Regions from separate parts of the Zea mays genome. Here region 1 is linked to region 2. Evidence: chromatin contacts called from public Hi-C data. All regions are on one chromosome and are shown on one strand. Each heading gives the region's core, a stretch centred on a gene start, on an enhancer-like site or on the middle of the called end of the contact. The rest is flanking DNA. Distances are from core to core; before and after follow the strand shown. Region 1 holds the start of LOC100274910. Region 2 holds the start of LOC100501905 (Alpha-xylosidase 1).

Evidence for each region. Hi-C and Micro-C count contacts between places; a contact is called where the count stands out from the background.
Region 1: a Hi-C map of ear shows a contact between it and region 2, with 3 times the contacts expected there. The contact joins the promoter of LOC100274910 here to the promoter of LOC100501905 in region 2. A contact is called at or near these places in 2 of 25 Hi-C or Micro-C datasets (ear and leaf).

The regions. Positions count from the first base shown.
Region 1 is chr3:22,998,323-23,003,220 of Zm-B73-REFERENCE-NAM-5.0, reverse strand. It overlaps LOC100274910, which reads right to left and starts at 2,596. Exons shown (of 1, transcript NM_001149162.2): 1 at 1,600-2,596. The coding sequence starts at 2,459. The coding sequence ends at 2,007.
Region 2 is chr3:22,856,609-22,861,969 of Zm-B73-REFERENCE-NAM-5.0, reverse strand. LOC100501905 (Alpha-xylosidase 1) reads left to right here and starts at 2,255. Exons shown (of 3, transcript NM_001323546.1): 1 at 2,255-2,767; 2 at 3,299-3,957. The coding sequence starts at 2,532.

The DNA of each region.
Region 1 (4,898 bases), core at 1,347-3,846, 140 kb before region 2:
CAGCCACCCGACCCAGCAGACGGGACACGGGGCGGGGCGCAGAGCACGGCCCGCACCCCACACGTACACCTCACCTGAGAGTCACCTCAGGCATGCATCACGGTCTCGGCCCCGCTTGGCACCAAACCAAGTGTGTCCACCACCACCAGTCCACCACATATGTCCATCGCGCACGCACGCACGCACGCACCTGGCGTCACGCGGCGACGTGTGCCTGCTGGCGTCGGCCATGGCAGCTGTCCACATACAGTACGTACTAGCAAGCACTAGAGCAGACAGACAGGTACCGGCGCCGGGCCACCATGTGCGTGCCCGACGACCTTTTTGCTGCGTCTACTGCTATCCAAGTCTACAATATCTGCCTAGTGCCTTCTGCTCTGCTACCAGTAGGTAGCACATGGTGCGGTGGTGCCGTGCGGGGGCGAACCGTGCGACGCGTGCACGCAGGCACAGCACAGCGCACAGACGACGCAGCTGGCGCTGTGCAGTGCAGTGCATGGCATGCGCGGTCCGGTCCGTCCACACGAACACGACCACACTGAGCTTCCGTTCCCCGTTGCTCTACTGCGCGTCTAATTAAACGCTACGCCATGTGCGTTCAAACCTAGCCCTGCCCCCACTCGCGCTAGGTCCCCGGCCGGTCTCCTGGGTTCACACGCCTAGAGCGTACGTACCCGCGTAGTACCGAAACGGAAGTCGTGAATCTGTGATGCTTCGTACACAGATCGAGATGGTCGGGCTCTAGACTTGATTTGCCAATAATCTTGACGTAGATCGATCGCTCCAACAAGCAACTGATTGCGTGCTTTAGGCTCCATGTCTGGTCAAGAGCTACTATATACTGTATTCGGGGCCACGATGACAATGTGTCATCATATACTTGCTTTGACTTGACCATACAACCAAGGTAATGAATGGTTCTTTCTCAATTATTTACGTACAGCGTCGGAATACATTTGTCCTTCCCTGGTGCTGTCCGATGGTTAGCAATCAAAGTTGGCTCGCCTATCAGTAGCAATATCAACTTGCTTTTTTGTGAAGGGAAATGGAACGGCGGCAGCGGCGCACTCAAAACGTGTGCCTACAAAGTCAACAGCTCGTACAGTAAGCCTTGTACACATGGACGGCCGACGGGTTACGATTCACCAAGTAAAAAATAAATGAAATACTGCATGCGCGAGCGCGACAAAATAAAAAGTCCACAAAATTATCCGCGGATCAGGGGGGGGAGGGGGGGGGGAGTTTTTCCAGCGCTACAAGATAGTAGCAGGTGGGATTGGTAATTGTTGACGATGCTTTTTAGTCCAAAAATATATATGCTGCAAATTTTTATTGGGTACTCATGAAGATGCTATGACAACAGAGGTACTCTTCTTTTTTACGAAACACTATCCTAATTAATTAACCTTCCAAATCGGTAAGAAAAAGAATTACAGTTTGTTCATCACAGAAGAAATGTGCTACAATAATATGTGTGCGAACGGACAGATCCATTCAAGTCCAAAAGCTATGCTATATTAATAGTATATATCATTAATATAATACTGTATACATAAAACTAATAAACATGCCATCGTTAGCAGTCATAGGTTAAAAATAATACATAAAACGCAACGAATAGTTAAACACGTCATTTTTTCGGACGGTACATCAACTGCTCCGATTAAAAGGTATTTTCCTGCAACCAAAGCAACGAACCAGTCTCACCTGTCCACACGGAGCAGCGCACCAAAGAGAGCCACTAAAAAAATTACGATTACATGATGGGGATTCGGATCAGTAATTCACCGAGGGGAAGGTACGCACTGTGTGTGCTGTGCTGTGCCGCCCGCGGACGATTGCGACCACCGTCGGCTCTCGGCTGACATGACATCACCGACTCACCGGGCCAGCCACCTCCCAGCAGCAGCCGAGCTGACGCGCACGCCCAACGGCCCCACGCTACGGCTCTCCTTGGCTGGCGCGGTGCAGGAGGCAGGTGACGATGCGCCGCGCGCTACGCTACGCTACGCCTGGACGCGCGCCGAGCGAGGGGTGGCCGGCGCCTCCGGCTCCGGCTCCGCGTTCAGGTCCAGCCCGGCACGCGGCGACGGGGCGGTAGCGCGGACGACGGCTACAGGCTCGTCGGGCCGCGGCTGCGCCGGCTCCTGCTGCGTGGGGGTCGGGGTCTCAGGCGCCGGCGCGCCAGGGGCCGGGGTCGCGAAGTCCTCCCAGGAGAAGCTGGGCCGCCACGCCGGCGCGCGCGGGGCGGGCCGGGCGCCGGCGCCGCACAGCCGGCGGGAGGCGTCGCGGATGCGCCGCAGGATGGCGTAGAACTCCTCGACCTCGGCGTCCGAGGCCTCGTCGACGGCGACCGGGGCGGCGGCAGCGGCAGCGGCGGCGGCGGCGTCGGCGTCGCCGGTGATGTCGGCGTCGGGGCGCTTGCGCTTGCGCCTGGCGGTGGCCGCGCTCGCGTCCATGGTCTCACGGGCACGGCGTGCTGAGCAGTGCGCGGGGAGGAGCGGGCATAGCAAGTGTTTGGTGGCTTAGAGGAGTGTTTTCGAAGAAAAGAAAAAGGACCGCTGGTTTATAAGGCGGAAAGAGCAATTATGCGGAAATATGTTCTTTTTCTTTGAAACTTCTCCGGGCGATGGAGTGGTCTTCTTTTTATACGATGGGCCAATTGTTTATGCACACTGTTATATAGTTCTAGCTAACACTACGGTCTAAAAAAGAATAGTTGTCGACAGAGGTAGCATAAGTGAGAATTGGAGATGGGTAGCATGAAGAAATTACCCCATTAAAGATACTCCCTCCGTTTCTTTTTATTTGTCGCTGCATAGTGCAATTTTGCACTATCCAGCGACAAATAAAAAGAAACGGAGGGAGTATCTATTAGTCCATTAAGGGTTTGTTTGGGATCAAAGGTAATGGAGTGGATTGAGGGGGCTAAAATCCCTCACTACTTAATTTTGAATAGTGAGGGATTATAGCCCCCTCAATTCCCTCCATTACCCTTTGTCCCAAACAAGCCCTAAAGGTTTGCACCACCAGACGATGCACGTAGTAGTTTAGCGCCTCCACGAACCGCTTCATCATCGTCGCGACGTTGTGCCACGACTCTATTTTGTAACCACCACCACCACTTTGGGTGATAGGCCCCACATCGCACATAGGAACGTGTCCGCGCACGACATCGACGGGACACACTGGTCTCTAGGCTCAGGTGTCGTTGATAACTGTCGATGTCGTTGCTCTGTTGGTGGCAGCCATCCTTGCCAGAGTCGTCAGGGGAGGCTAGGAGGTAGTGCAGCTATAGACTGGAGGTCATAAGCTCATGGCCCGCACCTCACATGTCTTCACTTGGAGCTACTCCATGTCCAGCGCCTCCAACCGGGATACGACTAGGTTAAACTAGAAGGGCACGTCTAGTCGCTCCGCCTCCATGGTCAACACCATGGCTATGTGCGTGAGCACGTCCCTATACTCGTGCATGGTTAAATCCACCAAATAAATTGCACTTAGGCTTAACAGACCATCAAAACCAATGGTTCAGATCGTTGGATAACTCACTCTCCCTTACTCACATAAATCCAATGGACAATATTATTTGCATTATCCCTTATCTTTCAACCCTTCCCTCCCCCTTGCCCTCACTAGCATATAGCTTGTGTGTCACACCCGGTTTCAGAAGTCAAACCGAATGTGAACTATGTACGTGGAAGGATAAGAACTCACATACACAACGATTACATAGATAAAATACCATTGCACAATGCTCTAATAATAACATAAAGGGTATTAGACTTACAAGAAACAGATGTCGAAGACACCAACATATTCATTGACTTCACAATTATCAAAGTGCTAAAACGGAACGTAGCTAAGATAAAGGACTTCCATTGGTAATTGACTCGGGGATTACACTTATCGAGGAAATGATCCCTGGTCTCTAGGACCTGCCAGTTAGATAGTGCAATGAGGAAAGAGCCCTTGATCGTTGGGGTCGTTGGTCAGTTGAGAGAGGTGGATACGTCAACCCTGAAAGAGTCCACCCCCGGTCGAACCTCGCGCCATCGAGCCCAAGGTCGGGCGTGACGGAACTAGATGGGAGGGGACGAGCTTGTCGAAAGGGAATCACTCGAGTGGATCACGCGTCTGGCCTTAGACTGGCCTATCATAAATAGCCGACCACATTTAACCATGCTTGGCACTGAGCCATAGCGCGGGCGCCGATCCACTTCCCACTCATAACCCCTCGGGTCAAATACACATTCATGACCTACGAGCTCCCGGGACCGCGACACATTAATGGCCTGCACGTCACTTGCCCTACGACGCACTCATGGTGAAAGGGAATTAGGCTTACACCTAGTTCCTAAATTATTTTGGTGGTTGAATTGCCCAACACAAATAATTGGACTAACTAGTTTGCTCTAGATTGTATGTTCTACAGGTGCCAAAGGTTCATCTACAACTATACTAATTCGACTGACCGGAATACCGTAGATTATTCCGGACAGGAGAAGCTTTTTGGAAAAACAGGCCAAGCGCGGACCGTCCGGGCCTTTGCGGCGGACCGTCCGCGACACAAGGATGACCCTCGGACAGAACCAATACAAAAACACAAGTTTCCACTACAGACTGTCCGTAGGAAAAGCAAAGACCGTCCGAGCCCTCGCGCGGACCGTCCGGCCTCAGGCGCGGACCGTCCGGTCGGTAAGAAACCGAAAAACCCGAAGGTGACGGGTTCGGAGAAATGAATTATAGAGGGCCTCGCGGACCGTCCGGGGTGCACGACCGGACCGTCCGCGACTGGCTCTGTCTGACATCTGACGACGCATTAAATGCAATATAGCCGTTGATATAGCCGTTACTGCTGACCGTTGCATTTTCAGCCGTTGATCTACAGGGGCGGA
Region 2 (5,361 bases), core at 1,006-3,505:
ATGAGCGGCTCGGACACTCACATGATTAAATTATGGAACTTAAACTCAATTTGTCATATGCATTGCATCGCAGGTGAGGTTGTTACTTTTGTTCTACTACTTAATTGGGTTGGTATTTACTTATACTTAGTAATTGCTAATAAAATTTTGACAAACTTTAAAAGCAATGCTCAGCTCTAACCATTCTCTTTGGTAAGCCTTACACTTCACGTGAGCTCCCACCTTTGGCGAGTTCATGCACATTATTCCCCACAACTTGTTGAGCGATGAACGTATGTGAGCTCACTCTTGCTGTCTCACACCCCCCCACAGGTCAAGAACAGGTACCACAGGATGAGGCGCGTGGAGGATGCTGCGATGAGTTCGTGAGAGAGATCTAGGCCGTCGTCTCCCAGTCAACTTTGGGTTGCTGGATCGTTTTCCTCATATGATGTAATTATTTAATTATTCTGTATAGAACTCCTGTTATATAGTAAAGATGTGACATTCGATCCTGTGCCACTATGCATCATATGTGTGAGACTTGGTCCCAGTACACATGGTGTTATGTTCGCGCCCGGGCTTTGGATCCCTAAAACCCGGGTGTGACATTCTTGGATCGCTTTCTTCTTCCTCATTCTTGTTCTTCAAGCACTTGTAATCAAAGCAAGAGACACCAATTGTGTGGTGGTCCTTGTAGGGTCTAAGTGACCCGTTTGATTAAGGAGAAAGCTCACTCGGTCTAGGTGACCGTTTGAGAGAGGGAAAGGGTTGAAAGAGACCCGGTCTTTGTGACCACCTCAACGGGGACTAGGTTCTCAAGAACCGAACCTCGGTAAAACAAATCACTGTGTCATCCACTTCATTTTCTCTTGATTTATTTTTCCCCTCTCTTTCGGACTCGGAATTATTTCTAACGCTAACCCCGGCTTGCAGTTGTGCTTTAAGTTTGTAAATTTCAGTTTCCGCCTATCCACCCCCCTCTAGGCGACTTTCAAGATCTCCCTCTCGAACTATAAAAGAGGGACGCCCGAACAAGCATGTAGAGGAGAGCTAAAAGCATTCCGCCAGAGTTCTCCACTCTCATTCTGACACTTGCACTCTTTGTAACAAGTTTTCCAGAGCAATACAATGATCAACAGTACACTGGACGTAGGGCGCGAGCCTGAACCAGTATAAGCCCTCTCGAGTCACTTGATTCACCATTCGGAGTGAGTCGACGCTAGCCTGCCCCACCAAACACAAATTCTACTGTGTCCCCAATTTCTGAAACCATGACAGTTGGCGCGCCAAGTACAAGTAAAATTTGATCAACTAAAAACAACCGATCAAGCTAGCCTACCATATAGCCAACCCACGTAAAACACTAAATGCGGGAACATCCCGGTAAAATTGGGATTTCAGAAAATATAGATAGAAAACTATTGAACCGTTTTTGTTCTCGTTCCCGCATTATACCATCCTGTCCCCCCTAATACATAACAATCCATTTCAAAACGGAATAGAATGTCGAATGAAACGGAATTTTCCCATCCGTTTTCATCGCTACCCCTAATGTTGTTTCTAGCAACGTACTCTATATTCATCATATATATCCATCTTTTTGTAGTGTCCTCTAAAATATTTTATTCTCTATACCTCCTTTATCTATAGCAAGGTCTTATATCCTCCTCTGTACATAAATATATTAGAGACATATTTCACTTTTAATTTTTGCACCTACGTATTGTCATACTCTAAAATATATTGTACAATTTTAGTTTTGTTAAATCCGTTGTTTAAATTATTATAATGGATCCTTGAGAGAAAAGAGAAACTCTATATATAGGGTGTTTGAATGCACTAGAACTAATAATTAGTGGCTAAAATTAGTTGGTACATCTAAATACTCTAGCTAATAGTTTAGCTATTATCTATTTTTTTAATTAGTTAATAGTTAGATAACTATTTGTTAGCTACTTAATTTCACAACCAATTTTTAGTCAACTAACTATTAGTTTAGTGTATTCAAACACTCCATAATATATCCAGTAGCGTTATTTATATTTAGAGTACCTTTAAATATTGATGTTGGGCATGACTTCGTCCTTAAATTTCAGGGTTTGGCCTTTTAATGGACCTTGTTGGTCGTTGGAGACTGGCTTGAGCAAAAGAAAAGCTGACATTCCATGCTCTGCAAACCAGCTGGGTCCACTTATCAGTGATTGATGTAAGGAGTGGGCAGGGAGCCTATAAAGGAGGAAAAGGTTCGGAGATCATCGCCTCATCGGTATCCCCTGGACATGCCACTCAATGCATTCAGAGGGCGTAGCTGCTCAGCTGCCACTGCTCACTCCCCGCCATTAATTCGTAGTATTCAATACCACAGCAGTACCTCTCTCTCTCTCTCTCTCACCTTCTATCTAGGCATCTCCTCGTGACCTCGTCACTGTCTTGCATTTCATATACAGTTCACAGTTCACGCTGCAGGGCAGTGGCCATAGAGTAGCTCGTGAGCGAGGGAGCAAAAACCAGTGAAGAAAAAGAAAAAAAAAACAACGGGGCAAAACGAAATGCTGTCTTTTTCTCGTTCGGCCATCCTCTCCTACCTACTGTGGTGTCTTCTATTTCTCACATTGGCAAGCAGCAATGGCGCGGTCGCCACAGCAAAGCCGAAGGCTGGGTGCGGGTACAAGCTGGTCTCCCTTGTTCAGCTGCCCAACGGGGGAGGCCTTGTGGGTTACCTGCAGGTGAAGCAGCGCACCTCCACTTATGGTCCTGACATCCCTCGCCTCAGGCTCTTTGTCAAGTAAGAACTCGCTTCTCCTCGCCAATCAGCAAATCAGTAGCGCTCCTGTTCTTCGTTTTTTTTCCCGCGGTTGTTCTATATTCATTGATGTCGTCTGAAGTGTTGAACTTGAACGCATCCCTGTAGTACTTTCGAGGAGAATGTTGGTTGCTGCAAGAATCGATTGTTTAAATTCTTCATGACAAACAAATCTAGATTTACGGCTAGTAGATGTAGAGCAAAAGGAATTATTCAGAACATTTTGGGATTGGACTGCAACCAATAGTGTTCTATTCTTCCCCCTAAGGTCATGTTTTAATGGTTGACAATTAGTTCATCTGCATGCGGTCCCAGGCATGAGAGCATGACCATGACCTCGATATTTTACTGCTTCTACACTGAATGTTCACCTGCATAGACCCCAAAGGCCCAAACCATGATTTCTCAAGTATTCTAAAGACTTCCAATCACGAGCTCAGAGTATGCCTGAACTTTGCGATGGCTTAAAAAAAATTATCCGAGGTCATCTTCTAATGGTGAGACGCTATGCAGGCACGAGACCAGGGAGAGGGTGCGCGTGCAGATTACAGATGCAGATAAGCAGAGGTGGGAGGTCCCCTACAACCTGCTCCCAAGGGAGCCAGCCCCACCCGTGACCGGCGGCAAGGTCACGGGCGCCCCCTTCACGGGCGCCGAGTACCCCGGCGAGGAGCTGGTGTTCACCTATGGGCGCGACCCGTTCTGGTTCGCGGTGCACCGCCGGTCCACTCGGCAGCCGCTGTTCAACACCAGCGCCGGCGCGCTGGTGTTCAAGGACCAGTACCTGGAGGTGTCCACGGCGCTGCCCAAGAACGCCGCCCTGTACGGGCTCGGCGAGAACACGCAGCCGGGGGGCATCCGGCTGCGGCCCAACGACCCCTACACCATCTACACCACGGACATTTCCGCCATCAACCTCAACACCGACCTCTACGGCTCGCACCCGGTGTACATGGACCTCCGCAGCCTGGGCGGCCGCGGCGTCGCGCACGCCGTGCTGCTGCTCAACAGCAATGGCATGGATGTGTTCTACAGGGGCACGTCGCTGACCTACAAGGTCATCGGAGGTCTTCTCGACTTCTACTTCTTCTCGGGCCCGACGCCGTTGGCCATAGTGGATCAGTACACGTCGATGATCGGCCGTCCCGCGCCCATGCCTTACTGGGCATTCGGTAAGGACTGCCTTGCTCAGACTCAGAGTCGATTTCAGCCTTTTGTGCTGTCCTTTACTCATTGTCAGATTAGAAGGATATACATCAAATGCTTAAGTTATGGCTTGCTAAATTCCTGATTGGCACAATCAATTGGTTAAGTTATGATTAGCTAACTGCCAGATTGAGATTTGGTTTTTTATCTGATGCTATGGGCCCATGGATGGATACTTAATTGTTGCCAGATTAGTTTGATCCATTTGGTCATATATATTATGACAAGCTAACTTTCAGGTTGACTAATGACATGTAACGTTCTCTGGCAGTCTGACACACACTAATGTAGATCTTAGGTGACATAGGCAGTTTATTTGCTGTATCAGGCGTCACTAGACAGTGATAAGCATGCTGGTACTGTTTACTGTTACCATTCGCATCATGTGAACTCTTTGGTCAAAAGATAAATAAAGTCATGTAGAGACTCTGTTATAAAGCAGAATACTCCTCCCACGTCATGGAAATCATGGCATAATCCAGTATACTACCTTTCAGATTGCCAGTAGTGCAAATGTATCCCCTTGAAGCACTTCCGCTAACCATGCAAATTAGACAACTAAGGCCTAGTTTGGCAATCCTATTTTTTCATGGGATTTTCAATATTTAAAGGGAAAATGAACTAATTTTCCTTTGGAAAATGAAAAACCCTTGGAAAATTGGGGTTCCCAAACTAGCCATAAGTGTGACTGATTTATGTGCAAAATACTGCGGATATGCATCAACGCATGCACTGCGCAGACTGCTAGCAGATGGAGAAGCTTGTGCTGAAGAAGTTCGGAAATCTAAGAAAAATGCAATGCATCGATTGTTTCTCTCTCTCATATAGTATGTTCAGTGCTGTTGCTTTTGCCGATTACTTGTTCAGTACATGAATCTACATCAAAGGTGCATGTTCTTTGTTCTGAATAACATAGTCATCAAATTATGAACTATACTACCTCCGTTCTCAAATATTTATCGCCCGGTAGTTCATTTTTGAACTAAAACGCGTCAAATAAAAAAGAACAGAGGGAGTATTTTGCTACGAACATTCATTGCTTCCAGAGTAACTAATGCATTGGATGAAACATCGTCACCCTGGCACACACACACTGATTTAACTTAGGGGGAGACAGTGATAAGCGTACCATGTGTCTTATTCCCAGTAGATTAGTATTCCACTGATGTGTGAAATTCCTTTCATCAGAAAAAAAATTCAGTTTCCTTGTTCGTCCTGTCAAATAAAATACTGAAAACTTTTGTTCACTAGTGTTTGTAGCCTTGCATATCATGATAATAACAAAATCTGGCATCTTGATGTGCCTTGCTGGAAGCCTTGGGAACTGGAATTTACTTGTATGATCATTCTTTAGGAATTTGTAAATTATC